Linked DNA regions of Sus scrofa: region 2 is linked to region 1. A link is a contact called in public HiChIP or PLAC-seq data. All regions are on one chromosome and are shown on one strand. Each heading gives the region's core, a stretch centred on a gene start, on an enhancer-like site or on the middle of the called end of the contact. The rest is flanking DNA. Distances are from core to core; before and after follow the strand shown.

What was found. HiChIP or PLAC-seq counts read pairs in DNA pulled down with a chosen protein or histone mark.
Region 2: a contact with region 1 is called in an H3K27ac HiChIP or PLAC-seq map of skeletal muscle. The contact joins two enhancer-like sites. A contact is called at or near these places in 2 of 5 promoter capture datasets (fetal liver and liver), 25 of 47 Hi-C or Micro-C datasets (adipocytes, alveolar macrophages, blood and 16 more) and 2 of 2 datasets of contacts at active chromatin or transcription factors (alveolar macrophages and skeletal muscle).

What each region holds. Positions count from the first base shown.
Region 1 is chr4:78,055,638-78,061,056 of Sscrofa11.1, forward strand. No RefSeq gene overlaps it. Among named protein-coding and RNA genes, the nearest start is that of PCMTD1, 41 kb to the right of the region's middle. Within about 2 kb of position 3,299, at least 6 of the 83 cell types and tissues checked have an H3K27ac peak or open chromatin away from gene starts, as enhancers often do. A contact at or near this core is called in skeletal muscle, where this site is marked.
Region 2 is chr4:78,136,646-78,142,064 of Sscrofa11.1, forward strand. PCMTD1 (protein-L-isoaspartate O-methyltransferase domain-containing protein 1) reads left to right here. Exons shown (of 6, transcript XM_021089409.1): 3 at 2,741-2,843. Among named protein-coding and RNA genes, the nearest start is that of PCMTD1, 40 kb to the left of the region's middle. Within about 2 kb of position 2,131, at least 10 of the 83 cell types and tissues checked have an H3K27ac peak or open chromatin away from gene starts, as enhancers often do. A contact at or near this core is called in skeletal muscle, where this site is marked.

The DNA.
Region 1 (5,419 bases), core at 2,049-4,548:
TCTTCCACAACCCCCAGGCTGCTATTCATACACCTGTAGAATGTCCTTTAAAACAAAATGACCCTAAAAGACTACCTCCCTCTTGGTGCCCATTATAAAAATTTCAAAAACCTATTTCCATGGATAATTATCCTTGAAAAAAAAAAAAATGGCGGGAAAAGGACCAGAGGGGTCCCTGGGCACTGCGCCCACAGACACTGGCTGACAGCAAGTACTTCCGCCAACAATGGGACTGGGTGAGCAAAATTACAGGTTTGGGGCTTAGCTGGACCCAAGTTTACCCCTTAGTCAATCTGCTTAGCAATAGGTTCCTGAGCTAATTATCTAAGACCTACTTTCCTCTTCTACGTAATCAGGCTTATAAAAGTGTTATTTATCAGAGAGAGTGCTGGAAAGACTAACACTAAATAACCTGCATAAAGGATTTGACAAGTGCTCAGGAAATGTTAGTTACATATGGTTACAGGGGCTCCCTGGTGGTCCAGTGGTTAGGAATCAGCACATTAACCCCTGCAGCCCAGGTTCAATCTTCGGTTTGGGAACTGAGATCCCACATCAAGCCACTGCAAGCCACGGCCAAAAAAGAAAAATAAAATTATATATGTTTACATCAATAGGAAGCATTTTCCTAACTTCAGGATTTCTCTGAAGCCTTTCACCTTCATCCATCTCAAATCATAGGATTTCCGCATAATCCATCCTATGTCCTTGCTCCATCTGGACCTTGGTCCTCTTTCTCTGAATATTCACAAAAAATTGGTGAAATCAATTAGTGCCAGACTCAAAGCTGTGAAGTTCTCAACCCTCACTGAGCATAAGGATAAGCTCAGATACCTAAATTATTACTGCAGAGACTCGGGGCCCCGCCCACAGAGATCTCAAGTCTATGGTTTCTGAGGTGCAGCCTGGTCAACAGTATCGTTTTAGGTGCCTTAAGTCTTTCTAATTTATGGACAGGAGTGAGAACCAATATTCCAATTTATTAAGAACTGTATAATTAAAATATGGAGTTCTCTAGTTAAATCGCCTTTTGCATAAAAAAAAAATTCTGTCAATAGAAACTATCCCTGAGGGAGCTCTGATGCTGGACTCAGAGAAAAAGACTTTAAATCAGCTGATGTGGATGTCAGAGAACGAAAGGATGTTGCTTCTTTTCTTTCTTTCTTTCTTTCTTCCTCTTTTTTTTTTTTTTTTTTTTTTTTGGTCTGAGGGCTACCTGCAGCATATGGAAGTTCCCAGGCTAGGGGTCAAATGGGAGCTGCAGGTGCTGGCCTATACCACAGCCACAGCAATGCCAGATCTGAGCCCCGTCTTCGACATATACCACAGCTAACGGCAATGCTGGATCCTTAACGCACTGAGCGAGGCCAGGGACGGAACTTGATTCTTCATGGATACCAGTCAGGTTCATTACCACTGAGCCACAAAGGGAATGCCAAGGATATAATTTCTAAAAAAATCACATATGATAATGTGGCCTTTCCAACATGGGAAGATAGCAGTAGAGAGGCATTGTGGAAAAGGACTGAATAGAAATTCTGGAGCTAAAAACTATGAAAACTGATGTGAAAATTTCACTAGAGGCACTTAGTATGTCTGAATGACAGGGGAAAGCTCACAGAACTTGAACACAATCAAAGGAAATGATCCAGGAGTTCCTGTTGTGGCTTAGTGGTTAACCAATCTGACTAGGAACCATGAGGTTTCAGGTTCGATCCCTGGCCTCACTCACTGGGTTAAGGATCCAGCGTTGCCATGAACTGTGGTGTTTGTCGCAGACGCTGCTCAGATGTGGTGTCGCTGTGGCTGTGGCTGTGGCTGTGGCATAGGCTGGCGGCTATGGCTCCAATTCAACCCCTAGCCTGGGAACCTCCATGTGCTACAGGTATGGCCCTAAAAAGACCAAAAAAAAAAAAAAAAAAAAAAAAAAAAAGATGATCCAGACTGAGGAGGAGGAAGAAAAAGCATGAAGAGGAGCTCCCGCTGTGGCTCAACAGGTTAAGAACCTGACTAGTATCCATGAGGATGCAGGTTGGATCCCTGGCCTCCCTCAGTGGGTTAAGGATCTTGCATTGCTCTGGCTTTGGCTTAGGGCTGGAAAGGCCACTGTGAGTCTTAGATTTGCCAGAACTTTTTTGATGGGAGTGGATCCTGATGGAAACAGAATTAATAGCCTATTTCAATAGCATGGCCCATCTCCAGATGCAGAACACTACCCTGTGAAAGGCAGCACGTGAATGAATTAGAAGACTTGGGATTTACTTATCTAATGAAAAGCACCCCCTGTGAGGTCTAAGTTTCCTGAAATGGGCTGAAATGGGGACCTCTGGGAGACGGCCACACACACCTAGGTCTAAGGCACGTGTATGGGAAGCTTCCTTCCTAACTGCGATCTTACTGTCCTCTCTGCTCTTAATACCAGAGCCGTTTAGCTATCACATCACGGCACCTTGGCAAAGGGGTGAACTTATATTTGGAAAAAGCTCATGTGACAATCCTGTGACATGGAAATATCCTCTGTGTTATCCTGAGAGCTCGCTGGTCCTAAAGGCCACTGAACAGTTGCGATGACCGAGGGCACCGTTTTGGACTCTATTGTCCATGAAAGCTGACAGTCTGTGGCTTCAATGTTTCTGTTAACTTTGTTGCTAAGACCTAAAAAGTCACTGAAATTTCAAATCATAGAGGAACCAGCTGAAATAACTGTGGAAGTAATTGTTGCGTGTCCACTTGAGGCAGAATATTAACTCAGGTAGTCAGGGTAGGAACAAGGGCTCTGACATAGTCTTTTGATATGGCTATTGATTAACATTTGTGGCTGAAGGGCTCCAGGGAGTAACATCTCCACAGGCCTTGTTTTATTATAAGAAATGCGCATTCCCTACAGACTTTGTTTATTATAGAAAATGAGAATCTCTAGCCCACTCCTCAACTGATAAAAAAGGAATGAGAGGGATGGTGAAAGAAAAGGAAAAAAAAAAATCATAGAACTTTCAGGACATTTCCAACTCCAAAAGCCCTATTAGACAAGGACTGATATAGGTAATTGAACAAGGCCAATGGGAGAAAAACCACATCTTTCTGGACCCCACGTTGGTACCCTCCCCACTGTAGGAGGAAACTGTCCCGATAAAAAGGTAGAAAGGAGAGACCCCGGCCATGATGACTAAGCAAAGTCCAGCCAACTGCCCCAAACACCCCTCCCCCACACAGCTGCTTCTGTAAACTTGTTTCCGCATTGACTACCTTGCCTGACCTCACTCCGGTCCAGTCTGACCAGCCAAGCATGGACCCGGAAGAGGGAGCCCATAAAAGTCCTGTGAAAGCCTCTTCGGGGCTCAGACTCCGGACAGCCATCTCCTTCTTCTGAGCCCCCCGACGTAATAAATCTGAGTTCTCCAGCTCTGCGTGTGCTCGCTTGGTTTCTCACCAGGTAGAAGAGCTGATCCACTGCAGCCACACAGAGCTGCTGGAGCTGGTACACTATAGCCACAGGGCTGTCTCCAGAGCTGATAGGCTGTGGCGCAGGGCTGCTGGGCAACTGCCTTAACACCATCTTTAAGGAATAAAAACCCCTATAGGACAATAGAGAAAGGGGGCTCTTCTCCCCCCTCCCAGCTGTCCTGGGAGCTACCTGCTTGCCTTTAATAAAGACTTTGCTTGCTTGCTGCCTGTGTGTTCGTGGAGCTCATTCTTCCACTGCCATGAATAAGAACCTGGATTCCAGTACCATTGTGGGAAGTAACATAATGTCTTTTCTTTTCTTTTCTTTTTTTTTTTTTTTTTGTCTTTTTGCCTTTTCTAGGGCCACTCCCATGGCACATGGAGATTCCCAGGCTAGGGGACAAATTAGAGCTGTAGCTGCCAGCCTACACCAGAGCCACAGCAACGCGGGATCCGAGCCCTGTCTGTGACCTAGACCACAGCTCACGACAACGCTGGATCCTTAACCCACTGAGCAAGGCCTGGGATCGAACCCGCAACCTCATGGTTCCTAGTCGGATTCGTTAACCACTGAGCCACGACGGAAATCTTGGTTACTCCATTTCGGGGAAATGCCTTCCTGTGACCCCCACCCCTCCCCTTTCCCTCTTCTCCCAGTAACAATGTGTTTCAAATTAGCAAACGGGGAAGAGTGTGTGCCCTGACCTGACCAATGGGAAGGGGACAGGTAAATCACCTGCTTTAGGGATAAATAGGGGAGGGTCCTTTGTTCGGCGTGCACACTTTTTGGAGTGCCCGCACCCTTCTGCAGAAGTAAAGAGCCTTGTCGAGGTTTCTCCTAGTCCAGGTGTCTCACTTTCTGACACTGACGACCCGAGCCAGAGTTATTGTAATTTCCAACACCATCTTTCCGGTATCACACTCATTATTTGAGTGAGGACTTTTCTTACCTAGTTGTCTTGTTTGTCATAAAGCCATGGTTAACCAAACCAAACTTCATTGTTGGCTATGAGTGTAAAACACCGCGACCTCTCCAGGCTCCCCAGTTACAGGGGAACATGAACATCTCTGACCTCCAAGCTTCTCCAGGGAGAGGGTGGGCCAGTCCCCTGCCCTCAGGCAGACACTGCTGACCTGTCCAGAGGGTCCCGGTGGCACCTTCAGCTGTTCTGAAGCATGGTCAGCAGAAAGGCTTGGTGCTAAGACAACACTGGAGGCACATTAGCGTATCCAAGCTCAGAGAGGACCAGGGCAAGGTAAGGTGTCGCTGGAAGCAGTTCCCACTTGGTGAGGAGAGTGACAGATTCTAAGCATTTGTGTTATTCTAACCCCCCCTCATGATTGCTTGTCATTTTCTTTCTGGGGGTGAGAGACGCTTGCTAGATTCCCGTCCGCTTTCTCCTGCCTTCCGAGCAGCTGCAGGAGGAAATTACAGCTGATGTTTCACTTTAAATTCATGACGCAGAGCTGAGCCTTGTTGTTCTGCACGAAGTAGCTACTACCCCCGCCCCCAGCACCCAGGCACCCGCACCCAATGTTGTTCCCTTTTCTCATCCACATATTTGTTCCCCTGAGGCTCCAGATACCGTGAACTAGGCAGCCTCCTCCGCCTGTGTCTGCAACCTCCACGTCCATGCCTGCCTGGGGCTGCCCGCCTCTCCCCTCTGTGACGGAGGAAAAGATGCTTGTCCTTGTTTGGGGCTGAGTCACGAACACCTCCATGATCGGTGTCTCTGTGGCGCTCTAAGCCCAGCACATCAGAATGGGACTGAATGTCTGTGTCCCCAGGACCATGGCATGTTGACACCTAAGCCCCAGGGGGATAGTGTTTGGAGGTGGGGGATGTAAACAGTCCTACTGGGGAGGGGACCTCTCAAGTTCTTGAGGCTGGACGAATAATGACCTGGCATGGGACAGATGAACAGGAGAAAAAGAGATTTTAATCGTGCACACGGAGGTCTCATAGAAATGGGAC
Region 2 (5,419 bases), core at 881-3,380, 80 kb after region 1:
AGGCAGCCTTCCTCTGCACACCACTTGTGGTCACTTTCCTGGCGCTTCAGAGAGGGGAGAGGAGTGCTGGGTGTCACATGGGCTCAGCAGAGATGTAGATAAGAAATGTAGGTATTGATTGGCACTTGATAACCTACCTAATGATCGTTGACCTGTATGTATAAGCTCTGATTATTGACTAACTGGAAATGATAGAATCAACTACCTCTAAAGAAAAGCAAATCTCTGGATTTTATTATATGGAATTTTATTTTATTTGTTATTGCTCCTAATAAATAGGCTTTTGCCAGCCTTAAAACTCATTTGTGGAGTTCCTGTTGTGGCTCAGTGGTCAACAAACCAGACTAGTTCCATCCCTGGCCCCACCTCAGTGGGTTAATAATCTGGCGTTGCCATGAGCTGTGATGTAGGTTGCAGACATGGCTGTAGCATAGGCCAGCAGCTGCAGCTCTGATTCAGCTCCTAGCCTGGGAACTTCCACATGCTGTAGGCGCGGCCCTAAAAAGACAAAAAAAAAAAAAAAAAAAAACCCGCAAAAAAAACACCTCATTTCTAATCTTACATAGGATACCTAGATTTTTCTACTAATTGTATTTGTTACAATAAACTTTTGACTTCTATATAATTTTCTGTTTTCTCGCTAATATTTAGCTGTTAAATATGACCAACTGTTAATAGCTTGATTTTTAAAAATCTGTATGATGAAAAGCTTTTATTATTTCATAGAATAATCTCTTCAGGCACATACAAAATAATCGGAGTCTATTTGGTAGTCACATTCAGGCTTCGTCTGTTAAATGGTATTAGGAAGTCTCAGCTCCTTTTGGATGCTGTTTCTGGTTTTTCCAGTGACAGCTTGTGACATTTTGCTAGAATTGTCTTATGTTATTATTTATTTTTTAAAAATTCCTTTTGACTAGCTCATTTTTTGGTTAAGAAAGTTACACATGCTTATGTTAAGACACACTTTGGACAGAAAGGTTGTCATGGTGAAAATGTTTTCTTCCCACCCCAGACCTCTCGGTCTCCTTCCTTGGAAGCAGCTGTGTGTACTTTTTAAATTTTCCGTATTTTATTTTTTCTTCTATTTAATGCAGGTGTCAAATGAGTTGTAGTGAAGAGCTTCAAACTCTGTTTTTATCATATGCTTTCTGTGTTCTAGTTGTATATCATTTCCTAAATAAATGAGATGTTGGTCAAGTTGCCATTTAAGTTCTATCTTCTATTAATGCATTCTTCTTGATTATTTTCAGTATATTGATTGCTCTTCAGTTTATTAATGATAATTAAGGACATTATCTCCATGTTATTTTTTATATTTTTTTGTCTTTTTAGGGTCACACCTGTGGCATATGGAGGTTCTCAGGCTAGGGGTCTGATCGGAGCCGTAGCTGCCAAGCCTACGCCAGAGCCACAGCAATGCCAGTTCTGAGCCACGTCTTCGACCTACACCTCCGCTCACGGCAACACTGGATCCTTAACCCACTGAGCAAGGCCGGGGATCGAATCCACAACCTCGTGGTTCCCAGTTGAATTTGTTAACCACTGAGCCACGATGGGAATTCCCAACTGCCTTTTTATTTAGTCTTTTTATCTGAATACATTTTTCAAGTAGAATCAGTTTATTTTAAAAAATACTAATCACATGCAATAGAAATATAGTAGGTTAAAGCATTATCTTTATCTGCTTTTGGCTTGATCTTCATTTTGGTTTAATTTTTATAGTTAGGTAGTTCCTAGATTATATACCAACCAGTATTTTCATGTGTTCCCTGTACATTCAAGAACGTCGATTGAGGGCTGTGATTTTTTTTGTTAGAAAGTTTTTAGAGGTTGGTAGAACTTGGTATATAAGTTGTATTTTTAATAGCATTCATGAAAAGTAGAGGGCACATCCAATTAAGTTGTTCCTAAGATACATACCAGTTACAGAAAATCTCTCTCTCTCACACACACAGACATACACACAGTTTTTCCTGGGAGACCAATCTCACAGTAAGACAAAAATAGAAGGAAAATGTAGAGTGGAAAATCTGACTGACTCAGTTTCAGAAGTTTGAGAGGAATGAGATAACTAGATAAGGTGGTGTGTTACTGTCACGTGGTCTTGGCAGGCACGATACACAGTAGCCATAGGAAACGGGAGTCCTGTTGGGCATGTACTTGGCCAGTACCACGGTGGGAAAAGGAGCCGTCCCAGGATCATCTCCCCTCTTCCTCATTCCTGGAATGTTGCTCATCTTGCCTTGTGCACAGAGAAGTAGAAAGTGTGAAGTTGGCTGGACAGGAGAGTAAAACCAGTTGTGCCTGGTCATCACACTCCGCTGGACAGTTGGAGCTCCAAAAGGCAGAGGAGGGCTCAGCCCTGAGGAGTTTGGCATTTTCTGGGGAGTGGGGTGCTGTGAGAGATTTATATCATAACCTATGTCAGCCTATGGTTTAAGACATTTTACAACTACCAAATAATACACGAAAATATAGTAGTAGATAACTTAAACTTGAGATAGAAGAGTGATTATTTCTTTGGCAGTATTGTGCTGGCAGGTAAGTTACACCCTTGGGAGAACATTTTTTTTAAAAAGCAATGTGAGTAGGTTTCCATGTAGCTTTTAAAATCTGTGGCTAGCAGATATTCATATATTTCAAGCCTTCTTTAAATGCTCCTGTGATAGATAATTAAAAGAGCTCTGTAAAGACATACTTAACATTTTTTTTATAAATGGTACTGCTACGATTGCAGGTCCTTTTGGAATAAATCATGGGATTGAGCTTCATTCAGATGTGGTGGAATATGCCAAGGAGAAACTGGAGAGCTTCATCAAAAATAGTGATAGCTTTGATAAGTAAGTATTCCCACCCGTAGTTTTGCTTTGAAAGCCCTTGATAAGTGCATACATGTGACATGTCTGTTCCTCACTACTGTTCATTCATTGATGCTGAATCATGCAATTGAATACACAAATCAGTGTGGTGTACAATTAGAGAAAAAATTGAGTAGAAAATTTATTCTCTTGTAATTTTTACTCTGTAAGTATATGGTAAATTAATAAATGAAGTAGCTTCTGTGTTTTAATCATGTGCTGCTGTCACTTTATTAGTGGGACAGTGTTTGTTCATTAAACATTACTCAGGTACCTTTTCTTAAGATGGTATGTAAAGATTGGCATTAGAATACTTTTGGGGAGCTTTTTGTACCTTTGGGATAATAATTTAATAGTTTGCCCTCTTTATTTGTAGCATAAGGGTGATACCTGTTAGCATGCAGAGGATTTTCTTAAAGACATTCAGTTACTTAGTAATAGATCCAGAGGAAGTTATCATAGAAATATATGGGTATGTCTTGTGAGGGCCATGCTGGAGAAGTTTGTTTATAAAACCATTGTTTGGAACTCATTCTTTCCCTTAGAAGAAATACCTGCACAGGCTTTGGTCCTTGAGCTGGCAGGGACGTCCGTTGGGTACATAATGTCCCTAAAATTCAGCAGTGATAATACTGTGGAGGAGGGGCTTCTGCTAAAGGCTGTGAACTCTTGTCAAACTGTGGAAGGTTTGGAAGGCATGTTCCTTTCTCAACTAGTCTTTTCAGAGAGAGAAAAGTTTAAAAAGGGCAGTAATCAAGCTTAGAACTTAGTCACTTTATTGACATTTCAGTGTTGAACCATCCCGAGTTGTGGCTCAGTTTGTTGGGTGTGGGCCTCCCTCACGCATCTCTGGCCTGGCCTCGGAGTGAGGAACAGGGTTGGGGGGTGGTTAGGAGGGATAAGGGGTGGTGGTGGGGGCATGGATTCCAGCTTTTCTTTTTTTTCTTTTTTCTTTTTTTTTCTTTTTAGGGCTGCACTCGGCATGTGGAAGTCCCCAGCCTTGGGGTTGAATAGGAGCTACAGCCACCATCCTACACCACAGCTACAGCAATGTGGGATCCAAGCTACTTCTGTGACCTACACCACAGCTCACAGCAACACCAGATCCTTAACCCACTGAGCCCGAATCCTCATGGATCCTAGTCAGGTTTCGTCACCACTGCACCCCAGCAGGAACTCTGCTGAGGCCTTTTTCTAGAGTCAGTGCCAAGAAGGAAGCAGGAAGGGCCTGGGTTTCTCCCCTCTCTCCCCCTTCTCTGCCCTTTAGCCGCTTCCCTGGCCCCTTTCTTTCCGGCCTCTCTTCGTGGCCAATATGTTTGTGTTCTCAGCAAGTGGACCTGGTGGGTGGGAGAGCAGAACACTGAGCTACAGCCGAGAGAAAGTGAAGTCCCGTGTCTGCCTGTGTGCGTGTGACTGGGTGTTACACACCTCAGCTAGGCCGGGGGAGTTGGATGTTCTCAGCTTTATTTTGTTCTAGAATCAACTCAGTGGATTTGAGCAGCCTGTGTGCTGAACAGCATCCTTGGTCTTATTTGTGCTGTCCTTATAAGTCACTAACATTTATTTTACATTTTTAATGATTTTTCAAATGCTTACTGTGTTGGTTCATATTGTTTTCAAGAATAACATGGTATTTGACAGAAATGAAATAATTTTAGTTAAGAGAAAATTGGGATTCAGTTGTAGTATCCTTTTGTGTCTTCATCATTTGTCTCATGGTGTGTTATGGTAAGTGCTTAAGGTGTGGGTTGAATATTTCTTATGCTGTTTATCAGAATTTTGGAGTTTTGTGGAATTTATTGAATTGCTGTTTTTAAGTATTTTGATATTGAAACAATGTACACATAAGACCTTTTATATACAATTAACTTAGAAAATTTGAAAGTAATATCGGTAAGAGCAAATGTTTAAGGTCTACTTTAAGAACTATTATGTATTAGATAATAATACATATCATATTTTAACACAAAGATATAGATGATTAGTTTTGAATCATTAATCAGGCAGAACAAGTTCAAGGAAGAACTTTGAATCATTGAGCATCTCTCTCTTTTTTGGGGGGGGGGCTTCACTTGCTGCATGTGGAAGTTCCTGAGCCAGGTATCGGACCCCCGCCACAGCAGTGACCTCGGCATTTTTATGTTATTTGGTTTGGGCGATAGAAATGATAAAGTGGTTTTCTTCCTACCTTTCTTGTGTTTCATTGATTTCTTTGCCATTTCTCTAGGTGTTTGTGGATGATATTTCCAGTTTTTAAAATTTTTTTTTAATTTTTTTTGCTTTTTAGGGCCACACCTGCAGCATGTGGAGATTCATTTGCAGGCTAGGAGTCACATCAGTGCTACAGCTGCCAACCTAGGCCACAGCCACAACACCGCCAGATTCCCCACCTACTGGGCTAGGGCAGGGATGGAACCCGTGTCCTCATGGATACTAGTCGGATTCCTTTCAGTTGTGCCACAAAAGGAACTCCTAGTTTGAGTTTTTAAATTTGAAGAACTCGCTATGTAAAGTGATTTTTAAAAATCCATTCCTAAGCAGTTTTATTATATTTAATT